Regions from separate parts of the Sus scrofa genome. Here region 1 is linked to region 2. The links are chromatin contacts, called in public Hi-C maps. All regions are on one chromosome and are shown on one strand. The core of a region is the stretch at or near the end of the contact, and the rest is flanking DNA. Distances in the headings are between cores, read along the strand shown. Region 1 overlaps ZNRF3 (E3 ubiquitin-protein ligase ZNRF3). Region 2 overlaps ZNRF3 (E3 ubiquitin-protein ligase ZNRF3).

Evidence for each region. A called contact is a pair of places that touch in the nucleus more often than the background predicts.
Region 1: a Hi-C map of liver shows a contact between it and region 2, with 3 times the contacts expected there. The contact joins two enhancer-like sites. A contact is called at or near these places in 6 of 47 Hi-C or Micro-C datasets (heart right ventricle, liver and skeletal muscle) and 1 of 2 datasets of contacts at active chromatin or transcription factors (skeletal muscle).

Annotation. Positions count from the first base shown.
Region 1 is chr14:46,210,932-46,214,498 of Sscrofa11.1, reverse strand. The region is part of intron 2 of ZNRF3 (E3 ubiquitin-protein ligase ZNRF3); the gene reads right to left. Among named protein-coding and RNA genes, the nearest start is that of C14H22orf31, 41 kb to the left of the region's middle. Within about 2 kb of position 1,463, at least 13 of the 83 cell types and tissues checked have an H3K27ac peak or open chromatin away from gene starts, as enhancers often do. A contact at or near this core is called in liver, where this site is marked.
Region 2 is chr14:46,122,720-46,126,351 of Sscrofa11.1, reverse strand. The region is part of intron 1 of ZNRF3 (E3 ubiquitin-protein ligase ZNRF3); the gene reads right to left. Among named protein-coding and RNA genes, the nearest start is that of ZNRF3, 33 kb to the right of the region's middle. Within about 2 kb of position 1,696, at least 13 of the 83 cell types and tissues checked have an H3K27ac peak or open chromatin away from gene starts, as enhancers often do. A contact at or near this core is called in liver, where this site is marked.

The DNA of each region.
Region 1 (3,567 bases), core at 214-2,713, 88 kb before region 2:
TACACCACAGCCACAGCAACTCGGGATCCGAGCTGCATCTGCGACCTACACCACAGCTCACGGCAACGGTGGATCCTTAACCCACTGAGTGAGGCCAGGGATAGAGCCTGCAACCTCATGGTTCCTAGTCAGATTCGTTAATCACTGCACCACGACGGGAACTCCTGAAATTTTCTTTAGGAGTTCCCTGACCCCCACCCAAGGCTCAGTCTGCTCAGTAGGTGCTTCCTTCCATGCAAAAGCATAATTATAAGTGACTGTCTCCAGGATTTATGACTTTAACACATATTTCTTGAATGCCTACCACAATGGCCACAATTGAAGGCTGCACAGACCCAGTCCTGAAATTCAGTCCCTTTTATCTAGGAGATCCAGTAATCACACTAGGGACCCTACATACATCGTAAGAAATACTCCTTGAAGGAAGGAAAAGATCAAGGTGCGGGGAGGAAGAAAGGTGCCTGCTGGCAGGGCCCATGTGTCCCACTTTACATGAGACCTTAACTGGTCCTGCGCACAGCACACCTCAGCACAGGCACTGCCTCGGAACTCTCAGCAAATGTTAGAACATCTTTTCGGTATGAACACTCAGAGCCAACGACAGATATATAGGCAATTATTGCTTCAGGAAGGCAGATTAATTTTAAAGTATAGTTTGATAGCCTTTAATAGTGCTGAAAATTGAAAAAGCCAGTTAATGACTTTGAAAGTCATTATAATGAAAGAGACTAAAGAGACTATGAACCACAGAAAGGTGGAGCTGGGCTGGATCACTTCCTTTGGTCAATAATAGGTCGATGACTGTGTCATTAAGAAAAGGACTTCTTGCAAAGGAACAGCTTAATCCCAGGAAAAGGAAAGAGTAAAAAGGTTACATTAAGGGAATCAGGGATAATCTCTATCAATTACCCAGAGCCTTTCCTGTTGGGGAAGTCTCAAAAAGAAGAACAGGAAAAGAGCTGGGTCATGATCCAGGTGCTTACGCTTTGTTTTATGATCTGGGAGTTTGGCAGTCTGGTTTGTGGGTAAGCGGAGAGAGCTAAAACTGCAAGTGCTACATAACCCCCAAATCAAGCAGATAATTACAGAATATGCTGAGGTTGATTCAAGAGGCACTCAACTATCAGGCAGGCATGGAGGACCCACTGGCATCATTTTGAGGCTAAACGAGTCAAACTGCATCCCTCCAGGTGGCTGGACTATTGGAAGGACTAGTGAATCAAATCCAGAAGGGAGAAAGAGCCTGTTATCCCAGGGAGCCAATGCAGCCCAGCCAAAGAGTCACTGAGTCCTCATGCAGAGGGACAAAGGGGGGCCTCTTAGGCAAGAGTGACCTCTGCTATGGTCCATGTGAATCGATTAAGTGCCTCTCGGTCCTGGAATGGGATTAAAGAGTACCTAGTCCCACGTCCTAGGTTTGCAAAGGATGCAGTGACTTCCCGAGGTCAGAGCACGCTGGCAGCAGGGAGGGCGTGCAGCTCAGAGCCGACTGCATCCTGTCAGCCCTGCCCCCACTTCTTTATAGTCCATTATGTTCTGTAATGTCCAAGTTTTACTTTCGGACAAAATAAAAACTTAGGGAGATCCAATGTCAGGTCTCCCAAAATAACTGAGAGATATATTTAACCAGCACCTATTAGTAAGAATATAAATACTCTGCATATTATTTTAACCAATCATTTACTAGAACATTCCTAAACTAAGAAATCTGAAGCCAAGCATTTAAGGAGTTTTTTTTTTAAACCAACTTGTGAAAGGAAGAAGGTTGATCGTCACGAGCTCACTAGCCCGACAGGTGTATGTTAGCCTCAAAAGGAGATGGAGTCTTGAAAAGAAGGATCCATTAAAATAATTTCAAATGTACCAATTAAGAAAAATAAATCCTAAACACTGAAGAAGTCCCTCAATTCCCCACACATGCTCAGGTTGCTTCTACTGGGATTAGGACATCTGCATAACTCCAAGTGATAAATAAGAACGGATTGAAGCCAGAGCTTTTAGAGGAGCACCCAGCCCCTGCTACTCTGCTGGTCACACCATCATAAAGCCCAGAGCCCCATCCTCCTGAGAGCATGAAGATATGCTACACTGAGATAAGGCAATAAGCAGGGACCAACCAAGACTCAGAAGTAATGGGTTCCCCAAGGCCCACAGCCCTGCTTCGGTTTTGGCCCTGACAGAAAGTGTGCCCAGGATCAGCGTCTGACAGTCAAGAGGAGGTTAGGCTTGGGGGTCATGTTAACAGCTAACAGATGAAGTTATAGATTAACTCATCACTGGCATTAGTTGGTTAATGTACAATTTTGTAGGTAACTTCAAAAGTCCTGGGCCAAGTTCAGAGTAAAAAAAAAGCAGTGTTCCCGTTTCTTATTTAAAATTTTAATATTTTCTTTTTTTATATGATTTTTATTTTTTTCATTATAGCTAGTTTACAGTGTCTTATTTAAAATTTTAAAAGGAATAAACTGTTGATAAAGTCAACATGGATGAATCTCAAAGTAATTATGCTGAGTAAAAGAAGCCAGATTAAAGAGTACATATTGTATGATTTCATTCATATAAAATCCCATAAAATTCAAACTAATCTATAGAGCAGAAAGCAGATAATGGCTGTCTGGGGACTGGCAAGGGACAGAGACAGAAGGGGGAGGGAAGGGCTTCAACGGGGCATGTAGTGATGGAAAGTTCGTTATCTTGATTGTGGTAATGGTTTCATGGATGAACGTGTGTATGTGTCTAGGTCAAAACTTATCAAATTATACTATATTATGTGCTTTTTATTTATTACATGTCTATTATACTTAAGTAAAGAACTTAAGGGATGGGGGAGAATCTGCAAATATTCTTTTCCTATTATTGCTCTTATTGCTTAAAAGCAAAAAAGGGGAGTTTCCATCATAACTAGTTAGAGGAAACAAATCCATGAAGAGAGGATTCATCCCTGACCTTGCTCAGTGGGTTAAGGATCCGGAGTTGCCGTAAACTGTGGTGTAGGCTGCAGATGCAGCTGCTGCTGAGGCTCATTTGGTGTGACTGTGGCTGTGGTGTAGGACAGCAGCTGCACAGCTGCAGCTCCAATTTGACTCTTAGCCTGGGAGCCTCCATACGCTGCAGGTGCAGCCCCAAAAAGACAAAAAAAGCAAAAAAAAAAAAAAAAAAAAAAAAAAAAAAAAAGTCCCCCTTTTAGAGCCATGCCTTTGGCATATGGAAGCTCCCAGGCTAGGAATGAAATTGGAGCCATGGCTGCTGACCTACGCCACAGCCACAGAAACACCGATCCGAGCCACATTTGCGACCTACACCACAGCTCACAGCAATGCCGGATCCTTAACTCACTGAGCAAAATCAGGGATCAACCCAGAGTCCTCATGGATACTAGCCGGGTTCTTAACCCACTGAGCCACAACAGGAACTCCTAAAAGCAAAATTTTTATAACACAAATTACTTTTTCATGTAAATGTTATTAATTTTAGTTAATATAGGAGAATTCTAAATCTGGTTTTAAAAATTATCCAGACTGAGCAGGATAATACCTTCTTCTGACATCTAAAACTTCTTCAGTATTC
Region 2 (3,632 bases), core at 447-2,946:
GGAATAAAAAGGGAACCTCGAAAAACCCTGCCACATCCATTAAAATACCTGACCACCTACCATACACATGTACCCAGGTTTCAAATATTAAAGACACATCACATGAAGAAATGGACAGATATGTCATACAGCAAGAACAGTAAAATGTTAATGGTAGAATACATGTGGTAGTATATGTTCACTAAAAAATTCTTTTACTTTTCTTGTATGTCTGAAATTCTTCATAATAAAATATGAGGGGGGAGCTTTTGCAGAGGGAAATCTGATTTGTACTTTTGAAAAAAAAAAAAAAAAAAAAAGAATAAAAACAACCTCCCAGTCTTGCCTCAAGGAGCTTACAAACAATTCAACATGCATGGACAGAGGCATCTTTGAGGCCAGGAGAGAAAAGATAAGTCTAGAAAGACAGCAGGATTTGAGCCTGAGTTACAGGCAAGAACCCAAGAGAAATGGATCTGGGGAGCAATGAGAAGTCTGGTTTTATACATGCTGGTTTGGCTGGAATGCCTGAAAGATGCCAAGGTGGACGTGGGTCACCATGACTTAGGCTTGTGACTGCCTCAGACTCCCCCAGTCCTGACCTCTAATGTGGGAAAGATCTTGGGGAAGAAGCTCAACATCCAGGAAGCTACTTGTCTGTAAGACTTAACTAAGCAGGATGATGGAGCATGGCAGTGATTTTATCCATGGAGGTATGTATGGCACAGGATTTCAGTACACAGTACTAATATGTATACTGAACAAACTGCTAACGGTAGAGACACCATCTTAAGCTGGAAACATCCAGAAGATCAGCCACCTGTCTGTGATTTTTATAAAGACTTGGAGGGAGTTCCCGTCGTGGCACAGTGGTTAACGAATCCGACTAGGAACCATGAGGTTGCGGGTTCGGTCTCTGCCCTTGCTCAGTGGGTTAATAATCCGGCGTTGCCGTGAGCTGTGGTGTAGGTTGCAGACGCGGCTCGGATCCCGCGTTGCTGTGGCTCTGGCATAGGCCGGTAGCTACAGCTCCGATTTGACCCCTAGCCTGGGAACCTCCATATGCCGCGGGAGCAGCCTAAGAAATAGCAAAAAGACAAAAAAAAAAAAAGACTTGGAGAATATTCAGGCTTGGGGTGGTGGAGATCCTGGCATTCTGCCATATTGTTGGGAACTGCCCCCCCGCCCCCCAACAGAAAGCACTGCTCACCAGCCTCAGGCAAGCCTCTCACACTCACTGGGGAAGGGACAGATGAGCAGGAATGACCAGAGGCAGCCCACAGACCCCCTGCCTACTTCCAGCTGGTCTCCCACCTGGTTCACAAGATGTGCTCCAAAGCCTGACACACCAACCAACGGATGCTGCTTTCAAAACCTGAGGAGTGGCACTTGGGAACAAAACTGACCACCCCAAGAAAGGATCGAAAATCGACTGCTCTTAACAGAAACATTCTGTTTGACAGCAAAATGTGCAAGTCCATCTAAGAAAACTGCTGCCACTTGCAGGCATCCCTGCCTGACCATGGACCCCCAGCCTTCACGGAGCCCTCCAGATGCCGCGTGCCCTCTGTGGCACATGCTTCACCTCTCTAAACAAACAAGGGGTGTCTTTGTTTAAATTTGAAAAAAAAAAAAAAGAACCTGTCTCACAGGCTATGATTACATCAGCAGAGCGCTCTCATTCTCTGCATCAATCCAAAGGCTTTGAAGCTCTGAGTGCACAGCGCCCTTTGATCTTGTGGTTCCAGCCTCGGGCAAAGCCGATACCATCGCGGCGCCCACGCGGGTACCCACTGTCCATGCTGGGACCCACCAACTATGGCTGACCAGGACCCAGCCCCCAGACCAGGCGGCCAGTAATAGCACCCAAGTGCACACTCAATGGCTTATGAAGTGGGGGAGGGGAGACTGTCCTCTTGGGGGGACACCACTACCTGAGCATTAACCTATTGTGGGAATAGCACTGAGATTATGTATTTTTAAAAAAATCTTTTAGAAATATTTACTGATTAAAAATGATATGTCTGGCTTTGCTTCAAAAGAACATGAGAGGTGGGGGAGCAGATGAAACAAGAGGGGCAACTTTTAAAGCAGGTGGTGGGGGCTGGGTGGCGGGGACTGTGGAAGTAGGTACACTGTGTACATGACACCTCCTGCCCACTTGTGAATACACGTAACACTTTGTGCAATAAGAACTTGAAAAAGAAAACTTCTAACTCTGCTATTTTTAACAGTTATTCCTCACAGACTGTTTAATTTAGGAAAGAAAAAAGCAGTTTGACACTGGATGGAGTCAGGGTGGATCACGTCAGACTTTCCAACTGTGCCCCAGGGCCGTCACTAGAGCTACCCAGGAGGCATGTGGCTCACAGGGCCAGCGTTCGCAGTGCAATCCCTGCAAGGGGAGGCATGTCAGGGGTCATCCCTGTCAGGAGCTCTTCATGGTCTAAGGATCTCAGACCTCTTCAAGAGAAAGATGAAGATGGGAGAATCCATCTCTCCAGAAAAACACCCACAAACACAGTGAAACCAGAGGAAATACCAAACCTATCCTCAAAATCTGTTACTTAGAGAAATCAGATTAGAAATGCGCCTTGGAGAAAGCACTCTAGGTTGCTTCATTTGGACAACTCCTTCCCTCAAAGGATTGGCCTCCCAATGCGTGAGGTCATGGCACATCTCTGGGTTGAATGGCAAGGCCAGTTTTGCTCCTTACTGGCCCTGCGGCCCTGGGTAAGTCGCCTAACCTCGCTCAGCCCATCCCCACATTTTGCAAACGAAGAACTATTTATGATGACCTGGTGTTGCCACCTCTTCTGTCACACACTTAACTGGGGAGTAAGAAATGGAGGAAAAAATGCCAAGAAGGAAGAGATACATAGGGATGCAAATATGAGTCCACCTGCAGCTGCAGCTGAATAAGCCACACACAGGTCGGGCATAAAAGAGCTAACTGGGAAACAGACATGGTTCAGGACTGTTAGGTGTGTTCAAGGCCAGAACTTCATGCACACAAGCCAGAAGGCAGAGAAAAGGCCTGAGGGGGGCAGAGAAGGGAAAATAAATCCTTCCCATACAGGTGGATCCACCTTTGGGAGGGTAAACAGAAAAACTTCAGTGAAGACCACCAACCTACCTGCACCCCAGTGTGGAGGGCACAACCACAAACCACAGAAAGGGTCATGGAAACAAAATATGGCATCATAAGAGCTAAAAAGATCAGGGATATTTTTAAGAGAACACAACTGTAACAGTATGAGAAGAGATCCAACAAATGAGTCTGAGGGAAAAGTTATCAGAACACTGAAGTAAAAGCCTAAAAATAAAAGGGCAACTACATGGGGAGCAAAACACCAACAAGAGCAGATTAAAATAGCATGTGTTTGTTAGCTTTCATCTTGAAGGGGTCTAGGTCCCAAATCCCCACTACAGGTTGTTTCCCAGTAAAATCACACATATTAAAAAAAGTGTATACAAACTCCCTGATTCATTCAAGAACTCCTGATTTAAAAGCATACTGGTTCTGGCATAGCAAGATCTCAGATCTCTCTAGCACAAAAATATCTCTGTTCATCATTTTGTTTTGTTTTATTCTGGAAATTCATTTATCAAGTCTTTTGTTCCTATTAACGGAAAAATGATAAAATTACAGT